2 separate regions of the Capsicum annuum genome follow, and region 2 is linked to region 1. A link is a contact called in public Hi-C data. All regions are on one chromosome and are shown on one strand. The core of a region is the stretch at or near the end of the contact, and the rest is flanking DNA. Distances in the headings are between cores, read along the strand shown.

Region 1 (5,178 bases), core at 1,383-3,882:
TAATAATTAAACTATTTTGATGAGATATTATCTAAATTTCAATTCTTTTTTATGATTTTAAATTTTCACTTTTATTTTATTAGAATAGAAATATTTAGAAAAAAATATAACTATGTTATCGTATACTTAGAAAACTTTCATAAAAGAATATGAAATTTAATTCTAAACAAAAACGTATAAAATATTTATATGATTTGAGATCAAGTTTGTGCACAAATTAGATCAACTTGATTTTTTGAAATGATTCGAATCAATTTAGATAATATTATTTAGATGATTAAAAATTTAACTTGATTTACAAATTCAATTCTAGAATACTATGGTACAACTATTTATATATACTTGAATGTGTTTACAATCCGAACAAACTTGAAAAATTGAAATATATATTACGTGATGATAATAATATTTTCATTATCAATTATACATCCTATGTCTTAGTTCAATTAATATATTTTTTTTAATTAGTTTTAAAAAGGAATTGACATTTTTTATTTGGTTAGTATTCTATAACATTATTAATATTTTAATCATGTTAAATTTCATTTATTTGTCAAAGAGTCCACAAAGGTATACTCTTCTATTTAAGGTTTATTTATTTTAAAGATAATTTGAAACATTGCGAAGTTTTTTTCATATATCATAAATTCGATGTCAAATCAAAATGTTATAAATTGAAATAAAGGAAGACGTAGTTTATAGGAGGATATGCTAATACTCAAATATGTTCCATAAAAGATAAAAATGTGAAATTAATTTTAGCCACACATTTAATTGCATAAAGTAACTATACTATATTATAGTAAGATAATAAAAGAAATACTCATAATTATTGAATAGGTGTTTATCTATCAAACATAATAAGCAATTCCTCCATAATTTCAAAACATCAAATGATACATATCATTACAAAGATTTGCACTACATATAATTTATAAAAACATAATTATTTACTCAGCACCTATTAACTATCTCATGTTAAATTACTACAATATATATCATGATAACTTTTATTAATTCCTTTGATTCTCTTTATTTGAGGTAGTAATTTCCTCATCAGGTAGACAAATCACTTAAAAAGTAATTTCTTACTTACTCTATTAGATTGGTCTCTTATTTTTAACGTATATAAGACATGACATAAAGGCAACCTTTAACACTATGATTCATTAAAATGTTCATCTGGTAGATTCTTATTTTTGTTTATTAAACACCCAAAAAACGAATCTAAATATAGTAAAAATCAATGTATGTATGAATTAATATCCTTTATTGCTTTGTATCATTCTTTATAAAATGTTAATAAATAGATATTTATAATCTTAATCTATTCTCTTGTATAATTTTTAAATAAAGTAAAACAGAAAAACATTAGAATTAGTTGTTTAATCTAAAAAAAATATTTGTTGAGCTGATGTTAAAATAAGAATTAGAATATATGATATTTTAATGTTAATTATGAAACCTTAAATAAGTTATAAGATATTATTAAATTTTGTAAAAATAAGAGTTATATTTTATTATATATTGTGATTTCTACTTTCATTTTCTATTGTGGTTCATTCAAAAATATTAATGATCATTTTTTTGGAAAACTAATTAAATAGCTATAAGTATATCTAAAATTGTAATATTAGGCCCGTAAATGGGCCTTTCATTATCTAGTATATATATATGTATGGTTGTATGCATTGTGCATGTTTTTACTGGATTTTATAAATGACATTATTCTATCCTTATCCTGAGTGCATGCTAGCGTTCACCCGCTAATCTGTCTACTGGCGATTGTATACCTACGCTATGCAGGAATCGATCATTCTATTCCTCTTGCTTGGTGATCGAATTCTGGTGCAGTCGAGGTTGAATTGAATTGGTGAGTTTTCATAGTTCGGAAGACATCTATTTCATGTCATGGTTTATTTTACATATTTCTTGTCTTGCATACACTGTGGTTTTATATTATGGTCAGGGGCATGTCCCGACTAGGTACTCTTTGGTTAGTCTAGAAGCTTTGTATGGACAACTGTGGACTTGGGTATGATATGTGGACTGTTTTGTTATATAATTTCATATATTTGCTTATTATTATGGTAGTGGTTTATGGTTTCCGCATTGGTTTGGTTGGTCATTAGGTGGTTGGACTTTATTCGGTTGGTCTTGGATATAGACTTATCCCAAAGTCACCACATGGTTGGATACTCTATCTCGTTATATGTTCGGACTTCAGCCGACTCAAGGTATGCGTTTGGTTGTCGGGTTGGGTAATGGGGGCAGTTATCGGTCCAGGTTGAGCTTGGGATTACCCATTACGACAAAGTTCTGGTTCAGGTCGTATCAAATAAGCAATACTTGTGCTGCTTGAGGTATCTGTATCATCAACATGCATGTAGCATCGACATGTTTGCTTGGTATTTTATGAGGAAATGATATAGATGTACAACATTTCAAAACTAGTCATGACAAAGGAAAGTTCGCTATTTTAATCTTCAAACTCAAAATAAAAATCCGAAATAATTGAATCGAATTTATAGAAATCGAATCAAATTAAATTTATTTTAATTTGGTTACAATTATCATTTTTATCAATCCAAAAATCAAATCGATATTAAATAACCAAATCGAACACACCAAATGTCCACCCTTAATCATAAGTTAGAGCTTTTAACTAAAAATGCTAACAATAAAAGCAGAAGCTATAAGATAGAATTTGTGGCTAAGCCACAAGTCAATCCAAAGAAGCACTTTCTCCGGTCTCCATTGAGCTCCAAAATAGCTGCGAGCAAATCGTAGTCCTTTGACAATGTATCGATCGGCAGCCAAGCGGTTACTTCCGGCGTTTTACCGCCGGCACCAGAATGCCATATCACATGTTCGAATCCTAGCAGCAAACCGTCACACTCGATTTATGACTTCATCTGCCACCGGAAATATTCCTGATCACAACCCTATTCCTCCGCCTATCTCGAATCCGGCCGACTGTACGGCATCATCATCTTGGAAGGAAGAAGAAAGGACACACTATACGGAAACTGATGAAAAATTTAGCTCGAGAACAAAGCTGTCTAAAGCGCATTACAAGGACGAAGAGGCTCGTGTACTCAGTGCCTCTCTTCCTCATGTGGTTCGTTACATGTTACTTTTTTTTTCCCACATTTTTTTTGTTCCTGTGCAGGTATGAATTTTGGGATTATATGTGTATATTTATGTGATTAATGTGTTGTTGTCTTGTGTGTTTTTGATTTAATTTGTTTTTGGGGATAATGTTGTTGGCTTGGTGAAATTGGCTGCATAAATTGATTACTTGACCTTAGAATTTGTTAAACATGCTAGTGTATTTTATCCCCTAAGAAATGGGGTTTGGACCGTTATGCCTTGTGATTCTGCTGCCAAATCTATTTGGCGTAGAATTAATTTCTGCCCAGTACATTCAGTAACCCAATTGAGGATCTATCAGAAACAACCTCTCTACCTCTGAGGTAGAGGTGAGGTCTGCGCGCACTCTACCTTCCTCAGACCCGACTTAGCGGCACGACACTGGATATTATGTTGTTGTAGATTCAGTAATCTAATTGGAAAAGACAAAAAGGTTAAAAAAAGAAAAAAATACCTCGTTTAAGACGTTAATAGAGCTTTCCTTGATGAAAGGAATATCATGCCTTGTGATAGAAGGTTCTCCTTATATACATACACCCCAAAAAAGTTATACATGATATGCGTTTGGTATGGAGATATTAAACTCCAACTGGCCCTTACCACGCTGGTGACTTTCCCTAAAAGTAACAAGAGGAGTATTAGGGTGTTCACCGGTTATGGAGCTAACCTTATTATTAGAGAAAGGAGAAAGGGAAGATGCTTTCGTAAGGTATTTTATAGAAAAGATGTTTTTACTCTAAGAAATCTTTTTCTTGATGGCTTTCCTCTGTTTGATTGGGTTTAAAGGCCGGTGACTACAAAGTGTATGTAAGTATTAGAATATTGCTTTAGTGGTATTTTGAGTTTTAAAGGTTGACAACAGAGGCTACGTGTTGATTGAAGCAAGTGCGGTGGAGTAAAGAAGAGTACTTGTAAAGGGAATCGACTTCTCGATAAGTGAAGGAAGTCCTTTCTCCTTTTTAGTGGAAGTATTTTCATTGGAGATTACAATTTTTCGCAGTTTTAGGGCAACCAAACACTGAAATGATTTCATCAAGGAAAATTCTTTTCAAAAAACGTATTCTGACATACAAACATATCCTGTATCCCTTTGTATATATCAGGCCTGAAATTGGTGCTGGGTAACTTGTTTGCAGATTCGGTTTGGATGGACTGAAACAGCCATGATTGCAAGTGCAAGGGATGTTGGAGTGTCGCCTTCCATTGTTGGATCATTTCCTCGGAAAGAAGCTGCTCTAGTGGAGGTAAATGATGGTTCACCTACATCTTACTCATAGTTCTTGATTCTTTAGTGTGAGTGCAATTTGTGGGCATTATAGAGCTCCAACATCTTTGGCTTTGCTAAAATTGTTGGTATTAGATTGTCTGCCTCTCAGTAATCATCTATTGGTTTTCCTCTTATTCTATCTGCACTTATTTTATCTGGTATAAATGTAACTTAAAGAAACTCCATTGAGGTAAATTATGCAAAGTCAAAAAAAGTAACAGTCATGTTTCTTTATAAGAGGATTATTAATGATTTTTTGGTACAGTAAAAGGATTATTAATGATATATTCTTTTTAGCTTATAAGTATATAGTTTATATAGCCATTATGTGCTCTCTATGATGATCAACCAAACAATGAGCTAAATCCTAAGATATTGCTGATTTGTGTAGTGTTGGCGAGAAGGCCTAAGAAGCTTAAATGTTTCTGTCTCCGACATTGTTTTTAATGCATATTACCATCGACAAGGTGCTTAATGGTCATTCAGCTGTCAAGCTTTGTCTTTTCTTGAATCATTTACAACACTGCTTTCGGTCTTATGCTGGACTTTTACCTGTGTTAACATTTAACAATAGTTCTCACGTCATCCCAAAAAAGCATCTAAGTAGTTTATTTGATCTAGTTAATGCTTGTATTTTCTCCTTTTCCGTGAATCAATAAGTTAATCCTCAATCAATTTTTTTACATCAAACTTTTGCAGTATTTTATGGATGAGTGTTTGGAAGGACTCATCGATATCATTGAATCAAGGAAGGATCT
Region 2 (4,762 bases), core at 907-3,406, 840 kb before region 1:
AGAAAATAGTGAAGTCGCAGTAGTGAAAAACAGCGAAATAGAGATGAAAGAAGAAGAAAGAAGAAGGAAGAAAGAAGGAAGAAAAATTACCATAAAATATTAGTGAAGAAGAAAAGAGGTCGCAGAAGTAAAGTCGCGACTCTCTTCAGAGCCATTCCTACAAATTTGCAGAAGTGAAGGCAATAGTGATCCAGCTCTTTTTTAAATTTAAAATTGACCGGCTCTTTTATTTTTAATTTGAAAATGGCCCTACAAATAAAATCAACACGATGGGAGCGCATCAGCTCGCATTATAGGGTTATGCGCCCACATTTGTTAAATAGCTTCGCATCAGTTTACTCGCAGTGGGAGAGCCTCACATCACCGCATAATGAGATGATGCACTCGCATTACAAAACACTGTTACGACGATATTGCAGTGATAATATTCGATAATTGCTATTGATCATTTTCAAACGGGGTGTATATTTGCAGCTTGTAAACAGTTCTATAACAAAATACAATTCTGATTAAACTCCAACGATTGGTCATATCAATCCTCAATGAACAAAGTAGGACCTCCATCTGAAATGAAGTAAAGCATTAAAGACTCAAGTTCTAGCTACTTTAGCCGCAAATTACATATTTCAAGGATGTTGACAATTGAATTGTATGACCATCTCATTAACAGCTTTATTGGTCTAGTGAATATATCTTCTATTTACTTACGTATGTTTCAACAAACCCCGTCAGGTCTGGGCATGATTATTTTTCATAAGCGAGAGGTGGAAGTCTTTTCCGTCATTGGTGGAGGTGAGACTAGAACCTAGGATCTCTAAGGACCATATTTCATTTTATGACCGTCTGATCTAACAGCCTTACATTGTTAGAGAGGATACACTTTTATTTACTTAATTATACTGTCAATATTGATAAATAAACAAAATTCTTTAACAAGAAACAAAGTCCCCGGCTGAAAAAAAAGTAAAAATAATCGGGAAATCTTAGAAGCTCAGATGTTCACCTTGTTAGTTAGTGAGGTGCCATAAACTATAATTCCCTTCACATTTCTCTTTTAACAAAAAATGAGTGAAATTTACCTTGAATTGTTGATTCTTGGTAAGGAAGAGCGAGGAGCTGTTGATCGAAAAGCCTGACCACCAACTCGCCCACCAGTCTTAGCAGCTGATGCTGGATCCACTGACCCCAGTGTCAAAACTCCAGCTGCCACTGCAACTAATGCTAACTCGGCAAATTTATTTTCACTTTTCCTGCAAAGAGTCAATAACTCCATCAAGAACCCATAAATTAAAGACAAAAATGAAACTTTTTCCCCATTATCTTTAAAGTTTACCACAAAGAGTCTTGTGGGTCATCTGGGCTGTGCTTAGACAAGATTTTAGTGCTATGTACCCGAACGAAGGTATTATTTTTTCTGGGTTTGTATGTTAGAGAAAGAGGAGCAATTAGGAAACTTTGCTGTAGAAAAGCTACAGACATCTTTTTTGCACTTCAAGTTAGTCGAAAATATGGATGCTCCCGAGTTCAGAAATGGTGTTGTGCGCTTTGTTACCGAGTCAATACTCTGCTGATATTTACCAAAGGTTCATCCAGTTGATGACTGTCAAGTTTCCACGTGGGGATGCAGTAGTGGTGCATGTTAGTCAAGAATATCACCAGATGATCTTTTCCATATGATGGGCACATCCCAACATGAGAAAACTGATTATAGGTTGATAAATAAGTTTTGAAATTAAAATTGATAATAAATTTGATCTTTCTGAATCAATTTTTTTTAATTAGTGATTAAGTTAAATTAGAATGTGATGTAATGTAATTTTTAAAATTTTCAAATATTGAAAATATAGAAAAATAATTCAACCCCCAAAATATATTCTTACTTTACTGATTTCATTTCATTTAACCTTTTCTTCTCCTATGCTTCTCTCTTCTCTCTAAAAAAAAAATGGTATCCTCAGCTTCAACTCTCATCTTCTCCACTTCAACTTCGTCACTGAAGTTGTTGTCATCTCCATCTCCAAGTTAAGTTTTTGATCTTTAAAGGTAAAACTTTTTTCATTTATCTCACAGACAAAGTTTCACCCATTTTCAACAAAAATTTATTGATTTTGAATTTTTTTAACTCTCATTGTTAGGATTTTTCCCATTTCGAGAAAGAATCTGTTGATTTTGAGAATATGTGTTTAGATTTATGGGGAGTTTTGTAGTGTTCTATTTGAATTTATTTTTTATGGGTATCTTTGAATTGAATAGTAAATGCACTTATTAAAAAGGAAAAACTTTGATTGACTTGAATTTATACAAAGTTATATATATATATATATCTATCTATATATATATATATATATGTATATATACCTCAGCAGAAAAATACTAGTCGTACCCTACTCGGCCTGAGCAGCAACTAGTTGGGAAATAGCATGCATAGACTGACGAAACTCCACATTCGTTATATTTCTCTAAGGGACTTGAGGAGCAGTAGGAGGAATAGAAGGAACTTCAGTACAATAAGGAACAGGACCATGAGATCAAAGATATACTCCAAACGTAGGAGGTACTCCTTCAACATTATCCCCAGATGGGACAAAAGAATTTTCTTGTGTTCAAGATCTAGGAGGCATGATATGAAAGATGAATAAAAAAGAATTAGAGAAAATTCTAGGACTGAGAAGTCTCTTGAAGAAAGAATACCAAGAAAGTGAAACATTCCTCAATGTCTTCCAGCCTCCCCCTTATGAGTGTGGCGTGCTACACACCCTTAAAAGAGACTCTACACAACACGGCTTTATAGACTCCCAATTGACCATGAACCTAGGTTCTGATACCAACTTGACATACCTGACAAAATCCAAGCTCACAAGCAAGTGTACGTGGTCTTATCAAGTAGTAAAATGGCCTTACAGAAGCAAAGTATCGATTCCACAGAGACTTGATTTAGCAACGATTCGATTTCAATTAACAATTTAGATTAATTCGATGCAACAGTAATAAAAAGAGTTTGGATTTGTAAATTGTAGAAAATTAAACAATGCGGAAAGTAAATATCTTGAAACAATCAATAGGAGAAAACCCAGGGTTAAAGCTCTTTGAACAATCATACTATGCTACTGAACTTTATTTGTTAATTTAATTATCTTAGTTGTTGATTCATAGGGTTAATTGCATGATTATGGTTTTCCAACCTCTAATCCATTACCTAAGTTGAACCTTACAACTACATCATTGAGCGGGGATGTAATAGTCCACTTAAGTTCTTTAAGCTATCATCATACGTGTGAATAAAGTAAGACATCTAAGTACATTCCTGTTCTAGATACTAATTTGAATTCCTTATTTCATAAAGAAATACAAACCATACTTTGTTTATTCCTATATTCTATCTCCCTATTCCCTTTCCCGAGTTCACAAGGTTGACACTAGATGTATTCTAAGGGTCGTGAATCCTTAGAATAGTTATAACAAGAATAAACAAACAATAAATAATGATAAGCAAATCAAACAAACTTAATTCAAAACAATAATATTCATGTTCTTGGCTTCAACCCCAAAAAAGGGCATTTAGGCATGCATAGTCATTATCTTAATCACAAAATTGCAATTAACGACTAAAAACATGTATGAACTAAATTAAAATAATAAAAACCTAAATATGAAGTTGTAGCAGCCCCTTGATCTCCAAAATATGCTAAAAGATATCTAAAAACGTGATACAACATGTATTTATAGTATAGGAGTAAGCCCAGTCTATGTTGGAATTGAAAACGTTCAGTTATTGAGCTCAGGACTGGAGCGGGTGTTGCCCTGGGTTGAGCCCCGCTCCAGGTGAGGCATCACCCAGGCTAGAGCTCCGCTCCAGGAAAGGCTGTGCCCTGTCCATATCCTGGCTCCAAGTGGGGTGTCACCTCTATATCGCCTTTAGCCTTTGAAAGTTGCTCTCGTAATTTTGGTTAAGTGTTGGTCCTTCAAACTTTCATCCCTTGACTTGGGGTGTATTTCCAATATATTTCAAGCCTTTTAAACATCAAAATATCATCATATTCATCTCCTAAATAATCCTACACAATCTAAACACATGAATTAGGAGACAAACACAACACACTACTCATAACGATGAATCAAAACAAGAGCTAAGCCTTGTTAGTTCATGTTAATCTTCAACTTATTGTTCCAGCAGTACACTTAATAAAATTGAAATTTTCTCACTACCAACAAGTTATTCCACTCATAATTACACATTAAAACCATTTAGAACACATTAAACACAGTAGAATCCAACAAAATCAACTAGACAAGCACCTAGCTTAAGCTAGTAAAACTAGTTTTCTCGAATGAACTCTAAATGACTCTCTGAAGTATAAACTTGTTTGGAAGTCACTTTGAATATCATAAACACATGATTTAACACTTATATCCACATTCCTCTTATTATCAACCCATACAGCATATGAATCATCCTCAAAACAAGCCTAAAAAGACTAGAATAGTGACGTTAGAATGCATAAATACACCCAACATCACCACCCCACACTTAAAGCCTTATTCATCCTCAAACAACTCTTCACTATAAACATCATGAGATGGAGACTCTATACTTCTACTATATGCAAGACACTCAAACTAGTATTACAATAACTACACAGAATGCAAGTTTCTACACTAAACATGTTACAAACACGATTGAAAGCTCACACTACTCCTCAACATCCTAGCCTTAAGAATTGACTCACCTAGTTGGCATACTTATGCTTATAATTCAATCAAG

The links. A called contact is a pair of places that touch in the nucleus more often than the background predicts.
Region 2: a Hi-C map of leaf shows a contact between it and region 1, with 3 times the contacts expected there. The contact joins the promoter of LOC107877897 here to the promoter of LOC107854765 in region 1. A contact is called at or near these places in 2 of 5 Hi-C or Micro-C datasets (leaf and placenta).

The regions. Positions count from the first base shown.
Region 1 is chr7:112,988,677-112,993,854 of UCD10Xv1.1, reverse strand. LOC107854765 (ubiquinone biosynthesis protein COQ9-B, mitochondrial) reads left to right here and starts at 2,632. Exons shown (of 6, transcript XM_047393658.1): 1 at 2,632-3,121; 2 at 4,290-4,397; 3 at 5,120-5,178. The coding sequence starts at 2,801.
Region 2 is chr7:113,833,213-113,837,974 of UCD10Xv1.1, reverse strand. It overlaps LOC107877897, which reads right to left and starts at 2,156. Exons shown (of 3, transcript XM_016724691.2): 1 at 1,334-2,156; 2 at 1,080-1,250. The coding sequence starts at 1,479.